2 separate regions of the Anser cygnoides genome follow, and region 2 is linked to region 1. A link is a contact called in public Hi-C data. All regions are on one chromosome and are shown on one strand. Each heading gives the region's core, a stretch centred on a gene start, on an enhancer-like site or on the middle of the called end of the contact. The rest is flanking DNA. Distances are from core to core; before and after follow the strand shown. Region 1 overlaps OCSTAMP (osteoclast stimulatory transmembrane protein). Region 2 holds the start of LOC106041191 (oxidative stress-responsive serine-rich protein 1-like).

The links. Hi-C and Micro-C count contacts between places; a contact is called where the count stands out from the background.
Region 2: a Hi-C map of liver shows a contact between it and region 1, with 2.5 times the contacts expected there. The contact joins the promoter of LOC106041191 here to the enhancer-like site in region 1. A contact is called at or near these places in 3 of 7 Hi-C or Micro-C datasets (granulosa cells and liver).

Annotation. Positions count from the first base shown.
Region 1 is chr16:10,215,373-10,220,360 of Taihu_goose_T2T_genome, reverse strand. It overlaps OCSTAMP (osteoclast stimulatory transmembrane protein), which reads right to left. Exons shown (of 3, transcript XM_048072470.2): 3 at 3,618-4,988. Among named protein-coding and RNA genes, the nearest start is that of OCSTAMP, 8.2 kb to the right of the region's middle. Within about 2 kb of position 2,915, at least 1 of the 3 cell types and tissues checked has open chromatin away from gene starts, as enhancers often do. A contact at or near this core is called in liver, where this site is marked.
Region 2 is chr16:10,275,620-10,280,607 of Taihu_goose_T2T_genome, reverse strand. It overlaps LOC106041191 (oxidative stress-responsive serine-rich protein 1-like), which reads right to left and starts at 2,308. Exons shown (of 4, transcript XM_066978378.1): 1 at 2,149-2,308; 2 at 1,708-1,828. The coding sequence starts at 2,239. It overlaps OSER1 (oxidative stress responsive serine rich 1), which reads left to right and starts at 2,241. Exons shown (of 4, transcript XM_048072571.2): 1 at 2,241-2,381. It overlaps LOC106041195 (a long non-coding RNA gene), which reads left to right. Exons shown (of 3, transcript XR_001210351.3): 3 at 1,314-1,711.

The sequences.
Region 1 (4,988 bases), core at 1,666-4,165:
TGCTTTACCCTGGGTTATTTGCAGAGCCATAATACATTATATCCCTCACTGATGTTGCCCCCTTGGTCCTGCTTTTGCTCCCTTCTGCTTTGACCCTTCTCCAGTGTGAATAAATCCTCCCAGCTGTGGAGCAGCATGTGTCAGGAGGTAAATGAGGAATGGTGAGATTAATCCTACCGCACGTCTGTAGGAAGGAGGAGTGAGGGCATGTGTGTGTGCGTGTGTGTGTGTGCTCACACAATCCCGGGGTTTGCACGCCTCGGTACTCAGGAGAGGCTTTAGCACAGATGCAACAGCCTCATACAAAGTCCCTGGTGCCTGTTTTTCCTGAAGCTGCTGTTGAACTCCGAGCTGTTATTGTGATTTTCCTGTTACTGAAAACGACAGCTATTGCAAACAGAGGGGAGGGGAAGGGTGCTGAACAGGGTGCTCCTCTTCCAAGCGTAATTTCACCACAATGAAAGCTCCCGGTGGTGGTTTGGAAAGAGACACTGAAAGAGGCACAGAGAAATCCTCCCAGGCATCAGTATTCTACTCTCTGCATTTCCCTGCAAAACTTAAATTCACCTCTGAGGGGATGGGGACTTGCAGGGTAGCCATGTCTTTGACTTCCTCTGCTTTTCATTGGGATTTGAGACCTTTCAAACCCATCAGACCTCTCAGCTGACCAGCAGCAGCGCTGAAAATGAAACCTAGCCTGCAACCCAGCCCTTTGTTTAAGCCCCTGGACCCTGCTCTCCCTTCTCTCCCTGCGGTGTTGGGCACAGGACGCGGCACTCAGCAGCAGCACATGGCCTGCACCCAGCCCAGCCCAGCCTGGCCCTTCCCCTAACCCACGCAACCTTTTTTTCCCTGGTGCTTTATTGTCCAGACACTCGTGACAGATTTCTGACTGACGCAAGAGGAAGCATTCAGCCTTTGAACTTGGCCATTTCGGTTTCTCAGCCTGCTTCGAAGGACAAATTGCCATCAAAGCCCTGGGTCTCCCCCTGTCCAAGACAATTTCTGGCTGGGCCGTGGGGGGCACACAAGGCAAGGAGCTGGCAGCGCAGCCCCTTCCTGCCCAGTCCTGCCCCCTGCTTACCGCCCTTCTCTGCCCCCCAAGATCTCTCACCGTGTTTCAGGTGTGACTTTTTGCTGGCTTAGATGACTTTTCTTTTCATAATCTCTGTGGAAAATGAATTTACAGAATTGTTTTCTCACCCTTCTCAGACATAAAGGCGCATCTCACCAGCTATTTCAAGTGGGGTGAGGAATTGCAGGCTGGGACTGCGTATAAAAAAGAAATGTGTGGACATGTGGTACTTTTTTCCAACTTTGGTTGAAAACATTTCTGCCAGTGATTTCATTTCCTCTGTTGCTCATCTGCAAAGAAACCCAGAAGCACTTTCTGGAAGCACTGTGAGGTGCTGGGGTGCCCAAGCACAGAGGATTGCCCCTGATTCGATTTCACCCCCATTTAGTCCATGAGCCACAGCACCTCATGTTCCCTTTGAACCGCAGGGTTATGGCACTGCAGCAGCTGCTGGAATCAAGCTTCTCTGAGAGCCTGAAAAGGGACCTGGTTGTCAAACCTCCCAGCATCTTTGGAAATCGGTGATGTGTAGAGTTTGGGAAATCCAGGGGCTTTGGAAGGTGCCTGGAATATGGGCTTCTGTCCGGACATGGTGGCAGTCAGCAGCCTTCTGGGAAAACCAGCACTGCTTCTTCCTCTTTTCCTTCAGTTCTTGTGGGCTGAGGGCTTGTTACGAACCACTGATGTGGAAATTTGCAGTTGAAAAACATGAAGCATCGAGTTCAGAGTGAAACTGTGAACCGATCTGCGTTCAAGAGAACCAGGATGAGGAAAACTCTTCCTGTGCATTGCAAATCACCCCTCGTCTCTCCGCAGCTGTCTCACGTCTCCAACTCACTTCAACACATTTTAGTTCCCCTTGGAAAAAATAATTAGCCCCTAAAAGAATTTGCTCAAAAGAACGAGGTTCCAAATGCCCCCGATTCGCTTCACATCTGGCAGTCACTCCCAGATAATTACCTGGTATCTTTTTAGGGGTGATGGGATGCTCTGCCTGGTGTTCAGCTATGGGTGCTGACGGTCATGGACCACATCTGCCACCCTGCACAGATGCCAGACACCCCACGGCATCCAGATGGCACCAGGTGTCTCTGCTGAGGCAGGTTAGTGTATGTCCATGCCCCCCTCCAGGCTAGCACATGCAGCAGAGAAGCAGCAGGGAGCACCTGCAGTTCTTCTGGGAGTGTTATGAATTTAAACTTTCAGCCCCAAGGCAGGAAGCAGTCACTTTTTAACAGTACTGGGCATCGGTTCAGGACAGCACAGTGCTGACATCTCTTCTGCTTCAAATCAGCCTCTGGCAACCTTTGCACTTAGCGGTTTGTTTATCACCTCTTGCCTCTAAAGATGACGCCTCCTCTCTTTTCCATCCCTCTTGTTTTGGCAGCAGCACCTTGCAGCCCAGCCAAGGCCCCGGGGCAGGCTGTCCTTGCAGGAACGGCACAAAAACCCTGTCTGAAAGGGGCTCTCCCCATCACCAGCTCTCCGTAGGGTTTGGAGGAGTGTCCTCGACACCGGCAGCATTACTGGGATGAGTGGTACTGGTGGCACTGGGGGCAGTTCTGCCCCTACACCTGCTCGGGCACGAAGTGGCATGGCGAGCTGGGCAGAGCATGCACCATGCTGTGAAATAGCTTTTATTTGCTTTTGTGTTTATTTATATTGCCTTTTCTAAAAGCTGATGTACGTAACCATTACTTCTTCATTGCTGTTACAGTGCAAATGCTATAAATGGGATAAACACATTACAAATGGACTTTGATCAAAACTCGGGACATATTTCTGGAGAGAGGTGGTTGGTTGGTTGGTTTTCTGCTCCGGTGGATGTAGGTTTGTGGCTCTGAATGAAATATTTCGCAGAGCACTGCCTTGGCTGGACAGTTCACATTTGCTGCTCGATATTAAGGCCATTCATTTCCCCAGCCAGCCAGCCAGAAGCAGGGACTTAGCGTATATGTTATCTACACTTGCACTTGTTTAAGGTGAAAATCCACAAAAATATACCACAAAATCCCAAGGGTAACAGGAGCTTCAGGGCAGATCCTGTCCCATACCCGAGGATCTTTCCATCCCCTGGGCTGACCACACTGGTGGAGGAAAGTGCAATCCGTGGGCCTTTCTCTCGTGTAATTAACACCTTTATTTAGGTTGGTAAGAAATTGCAAACCTCTACAAGTGCAAGGGAGAAAACAGGTGAACATGCCCACGTTTGGCATCAGCAAAGATTTGGGCTGGCACTGGCATTAATGAGCAACAGGGGTGTTAAAAAGGGGATTTGGCCCCATCGCCAGCTGCCCACGGGCCCCTGCAGAGCCCCACAGCCCTGCCTCTGCCCTCAGCGCCTGCCAGGGCCCGGCCCTGAACTTTCAACTTCTCAGCTCCCCAGCTTCCAGAAGTGATGAAATCCTGCCCTGCAGAGCCCGCGGGGGCAGCAAGGGAGCTGCAGCGTGGGTGCAGTCTGTTTCTTTTCTGTATTCCCTTTCCCAAAGAAACGGCAAATCCATTTTCAACGAGGAGTAAAGCAAGCCTCAGAAATATGGCTGATCCTCTCCAAAGAAAGCCTGAACAAGTTTCCTAAATGTTTTCCTTAAACATTTGCTTCCTAAACTCAAACCTGAAGGTTCCTTCTAGGACACAGCCAGCACAGGATGCAGCCCCCACCAGCCCCTGGGATGTCCCCATGGTGCCTGCGCCGCTCTGGGGTGATGCTGGGCAACGGGTAAGGTGCGGGGAAATCACATTCACCCCAGCTTCTGGTTTAGTTTCTCATCAGCAAGCAGGGTTAGTGGCACAGTGACACAGAGCCAGCTTTCAACATCCCTTTCCTTCTCAGAACAGCTCCATCAGTTGGCTCCGTGTGATGTGCATTGGGGTGGTGCCACTGACCCCAACAATGACAGCCTCAGGTGCGTTTGTTTCGCAAAGATATTTAATTCTATCAGCCTTCAGCATACACTTATTTAACACCAATATGTTTCATCTCTAAAATAACCAGAAGTTATTAAAGTGACTTTTCTTCCTACATCAGAAAAAAAAAACAAACCACACTTCTGACACGAACGTGAGGACAATTCACGGCACTGCACGGTGTAACACATCGCATTTATTGCCCTCCTTTCCAGTGAACAAACCCCAGCATTGCCATGAGAAAAGGCCATTGATTGCCTCTGATGCTCCTTCCAAGCCCAAATTCTCCCCTTGCTGGTTTCTACGTGTCTGCTGAAGCTGAAACCTGTGTGCGAGGCCACAACTGCCTCCTGTGGCAGAGGCACAAAACAGGGCAGGAGAACTGGTCCCTGGGTGCCACCGGGCAAGGTGAGCTCTACTGCACACAGCTCCCATCACTGCAACCACAGAAAATGGTGTGATGTGCACCAAAAAAACCTATAAAATCTCCTCAGTCCCTCCAAACCCCCCTGCAGAATAGAGAAGACAGCATGTCTCTGCCTCGGGAAGGTGTATGACAGCTGTGACTCCGGGAGCACGGGCAGAGCAGCAGTGCCTCGCTGATTATTATCTTTTCAAGCTGATGTAATTACCCTAATCAAGGCTTCTCTGACGCTGAACTTTACTGTCCGGAAGCGCAAAGTTTCCAGAATTAGTCTTTAGTGGTTAAAATTTAAGGGGAGCTGCAGGAAGCTCTGCAGAAGAGAAGGGAGAACTGAGCTGAACTGGGGTCAGTTTTTCCTAGCGAAGAGGAAATTTCAGGCTGAAAATGGATGTTTCAGGAGTCCTCCACACCAGTGAAGGGCAGCACCAGTGCAAAGGGTGCAGTGGGACACTCCGGGTGGTCCCTTAGTCCTCGGAGTCCAGCTCTGGGGTCTTCTCTGCTCCAAACGCCCACCTGAACCTGAAGGACCCATCGCTGGACCTGGACATTGCTCAGGGGAGTTCCCCAAATGCTACTGGCCAA
Region 2 (4,988 bases), core at 1,059-3,558, 61 kb before region 1:
CCACGTTACAATGGCGCCTCAACATATGGCTTCAAAGATCTGGATTCTGCCTCATAGCTTTAGATGCTTAGCGAAGACAATTCAGTTTGCAGCCTTGGCTTCCTCTACAGTCAGGGGTTAGAAACAGGATCTTACGGAGATCTCTCCAACCACCCTTTTTCTGTTGACCACAGTTAAGTGCCTAAAAATAGGTGGGATGTAAGGAAACAAGGCCAAAATGCCCAGAGGCTGATGTCATGCCCTATTAGCAACAAAATGACACATTAAAGGAATGTAAACTCATGTTCCAATTATTTTTGTCTGACAATAGTAGTTAAAGATAGACTCCTACTCATCTAAAATGCAAAGTCAGGAACCCACAGTAGCAGGCTGAGGAATAGTCAGTAGAGAAGTGGATGAGGTACAGCAACAAACAAGGAGAGATTACTGATTTATTTCTCCTTAGAACTTCCAGATAAACATATAATGAAAAAAAATAAATACTTCTGGCCCTGGAAGTCCAGGCAACAAGCACGTGCCTTACCACAGTGCTCTGTGCCTAGTTCAGTATGGAAGTGCAAGAAATTACAGAGATGTTTAACAAAATATCAGCATATGGATTTGGATTTGATGGCCATATATGCGATTTAGAACACAGCACTAGAAATCCTAAGTAAGGTGTCTGAAATTCTATCAGGAGAGACAAGTGCTCTGCCCAAACTTCATCTTAACAGACTAGTCAGTAGGTATTAGCTGTTCAAAATAAGATCTTTTTGTGCCTGAAGAGACATCATCAGGAATCAACCAGAATTCCACACAGCCTGCCACTGGCAACACAATAAAAGTGGAACGCTTACTAACCATTCCTCCTTGCTTCTCTCTGATCTAGAGAACAGTTATTTTTTCCCACACTTAACAGAAGACATCCTCAAATATAGACAATGAGCAGCAAATGAACATGTGTTTTTATTGAGCAGGGGAGGCCATGAGTTCAGAGTATTGATGGCTATGGAGACGAGCTCATAAGCCAACATTAGTTATCAGTACAAAAGCTTTCCCTTATGCTGGCGAATTCCCAAAAGGCTTCAAGTGAACTATCTCACAATGTATTAGCCTACATAATTTTATTGTCTTCCACTGCTAAGGAACAAGCTTATACTACATATTATCTATGTATTTGGTGCGTTATCAAATGTTTTGGGTATAAAAATGTCCACAGACATTTTACTCTGTTATCTTCTGAAATAAGAAATTATCAGTGCCCACATTTAGCGTGATAATTTCCAGCGAGGCCAGGCTCTAGAGCAGCACAAAGTTTCGGTACTCTTTTTCAGATGCTCTCCAGGCAAACGCTTATGTGCTGCAGTAAACAGTGATGAGCCTGAAGGCATCAGCGTTTCGATAAACGGATGAACAAGTTCCGTATCTCACAAGGTGACTAAAGCTACCACGACAGTTAGAGTGGGTCCCCTGCTCTGGGCGAGTCATTTCATGGTTTCATGTTGTCACTGTGTAATTTCAGTCGGATATTGAGTCAAAATTAGTACCAAAGTGCTGCTTTGCCTAGTGGACAGTTATAATGACCGTGTTTCGTTTGAAGCGATGAAGTTTTTTACCCCTAGGAGTGCAAGGAGCCTTTTCCCGCATCACATTCGAGATTCAAAGTAACAGCAGACAGACTCATATCAACAACCTGCCTTGTCAGGGCCCTTCCCCGGGCTCACTCACCCTGCCGCGTCCACCCTCAGCTTTTTGAAGGCCAGCTGCAGGCTCTCCTCCTCCTCCTCCTTGGCTGCCGGCTCCATGGGGGGGCCGTCAGGGCGCGGGGAGCCGTGCCATGCGCCGGGAGCTGCAACACAGAACCGGGGGGGGGCTGGCTGAGGCGGCAGGCCCGGCTCCAAGGGGCTCCCCCCGGGAGCTGCGCCTCAGGAAACCCCCCGGGGGGGGGGGGGGGGTTAAACCTCCCTCAGGGGGCATACAGCCTCCCTCAGGGGGTAAAGCTTCCCCGGGGCTGCCACCCCCGGGCCCCCGCCGCCCGCTCCCGGCCGCCACACGGGGCCTACCCCGTCCCGTGGGGCCCTGCCCCGCTCCGTGAGGTGGTCCCGGTCCCGTCGCTCCGCCCGGGCCCCGCTCCGTGAGGCGGCCCCGCGCCCCCCCCCCCCCGCTTACCGGCCGCCCCCCGCCCGCCTCGCTGCCGGGGCGGCGGCAGGCCCCGAGCACAACAGGAACTGGCGTCAGCGGCGCGGGGCGCACCGCGCATGCGCCTTGCAGGGTTTTTTTGAACTCCCTCCCCCCTCCCCTCCCTTTCCCGTAGGGCCGCGGGTTCGCGTCCCGCCGCTGCCGCCTCCTGGGCCGGGCCCCGCCGCAGCGCTGCCGGGCGGTGCTGGGGCGCAGGCGAGCAGGTACGGGGCTGGGGGAGCCTGGGGGGCGGCTGGGGGGCGTAGGGGAACGGCAGGGATCCGGGTGGTGGCCGGGTGCTCTGCGGCCGTTGGGCACGGTGTTACCCGCAGGAGCTGGGGGGGCGCGGGGATGGAGCTGGGTGAGGGGACGGAGGAGGGCGAGGGGGGCAGGAGGAGGGCGAGGGGAAGGCCGGCTGAAGCGTGGCGGCTGTACGGGGTGAGCGAGGGGTGCTGCTGGGGGAGCAAATCCTGCTCCCCCCGAGGGCTGGCTGTGCCGGGGCCGGGGGCAGCCCCTAGGCCGAGCCTGGCAGGGCGTTCGGCGCCACCCCGTCACCCAGAAGCTGCTCGTGGAGGTGTTCGTATTGCTGAGCTAAGGCCTGTGCCCTTCAGGGATCTGTTGTCCCTAGGGAGAAGGCTGAAGGTGGGATTCCTAATTTCCAAGAGGCTTCTCGGGGCAAGGAAATACCTTACTGGAGTAGGGACCGTGTGCGTTACCAGAGCTTAACGAACTTAACGAAGAGAGGTCTGAAACAATGCCTTGCTCAGACGAGCACCGCGCCGCCCGTCTGTGCTGGCTGCTTCCTCTCGTGTTTACTCACTGCGTGAGTCACGGGACAGCGTGTGCCTTAAACTTGTTATGATACATTATCCCGCGTGTGTCATAAGAGCTGTCTGCAGTAAAGCCTGCCCAAATGAATCGTAGCTGGGTGAGCAGCTGGAACAACAGCGTGGAGAGCTGCCACCTCCAGCTGCAATGAGATTGACCGGGAGCAGAAGTTACCGCCCCACATCTCCACAAGTAACTGAGCCGCTGAGGTTCTGATGGCTCCTTTTTCTTTACCTAGACTTCGTCTTTTCCGTGCTACAAAAAACCTCCAGTGTTTCCAGGTGTTCAGACAGAACTTCTTGTTTTTCAGTCTGTGCCCTTTGTGTCTGGTCCTGCCCCCAGGCACTACCAAAAAAAGCCTGGCTCTGACTTCTTTGTGCCCTTCCCTCAGGTATTTTTAGACATTAAGATCCCCCCAAGCCTTCTCCAGGCTGAACAGCCCCAGCTCCCCACCTTTTATCACAGGAGAGATGCCCCAGTCCCTTACTTGTCTTGGCCCTACTCTTCCCAGTAGCTCCATGTCTCTCTGGTACTGGGGAGCCCAGAACTGGACCCAGCAGTCCAGGCGCAGCCTCGCTGGTGCTGAGCAGAGGGGAAGAATCACCTCCCTTGACCTGCTGGCAATGTTTTGCCTAAAGGAGCCCGGCATACCATGAGCCTTCGCTGCAACAAGGGCATGTTGCTGGATATTTTTCCCCATAGTATCCATGAGGATGCCCAGGGCCTTTTCTGCTGGGCTGCTTTCCATCAGGGTGGCCCACAGCATGTACTGGTGCCTGGGGTTGCTCCCCAGGGCCAGGCTTTGCAATTCCCCTTGCTCAGCCCTTTTCTCCAGGCTGTTGAAGTCCATCTGGGTGATAGCATGATACCCTTGGTGTATCTACGACCCCTGCCCATATTGTATCATTGGCAAACTTACTGGGGCTATGTTTTGCCCTGTCATCCAGATCTTTGATGAAGATGTTGAGCAGGAGTGGCCCCACTATTGACTGCTGGGGTACACTGCTTGTTACTGGCTTCCGACTTGACTTCGTGCCACTGTTCACCATCCTCTGTGCCCAACCGTGCAGCTCATCCAGCCTGTGCTTCATCAGCTTCTCTCAGGACCTTACGGGAGATGGTGTTGGAAGCCTTACTGAAGTCAAAGTAGGAAATACTACCCTGTTAAAAAGCAGTTTTGCGGAGGCCTCAGTAGCAAAATACCTCTGTTTAAGGACTTTCATGTGTGGTAATGGAGACTACGCAGATGAAAAGTATGTTCTTTTCAAAATGTATGAAGTGAAGCAGGTTAACCGGCCAGGCAAACTTCAACAGACGCTGAGCTTGTGGTGTAGAACTGAGACTTATTTTTGAAATTGGGATATCCTTGATTGCCAAGACAATTAGAAAATTTCTTTTGGGTGGTATAAGCAAAGTTGAGGATTCTGGTTGTTCAGATTCTTTTACAATCTTGACCAGCTTTTGTTGTAAGTTTACTGCTTCTGGTTTATTTAACACAAATTTGTATGTCTGCATATTGCCTTGCAAACTGAAAACAAAATCATGACAACCCTGAAAATGTTTTTATTGGTACTTAAAATAAAAAAAAAAATACTTGTAAAATTGAGGAGTGCAGCACACAAAATCATCACTTCTGAGTCCTGCTTTACTCTTTTCTTCCAACAGTTCAGTGTATGTGAGCAAAAACAGATGCGGTTTAACTCACTTTGACTATTTTGGTATAATATGAATGTAATTAAAATTAAATGTAGGTTGTCCAAATTTAAGCAGGTTGAATAAAAAAGTTAACGTGTTTTAAAAGCAGTGTATTTGTTGTCCTTTGGCCCTCCATGGTGGCAGTAGCTAATGTCAATCATAGAGCACATCAGAAGGCTGTGAGTCTGATGTGACTCACTGCACTGTTTCATCCAATTGTAATGTAAGAGGAGAATTTCAACCAAACACCTGGGATCTCAAAATAAGAAAAAATGTTTAGCTTAACACTTTATCTTGGCTTAACAGAA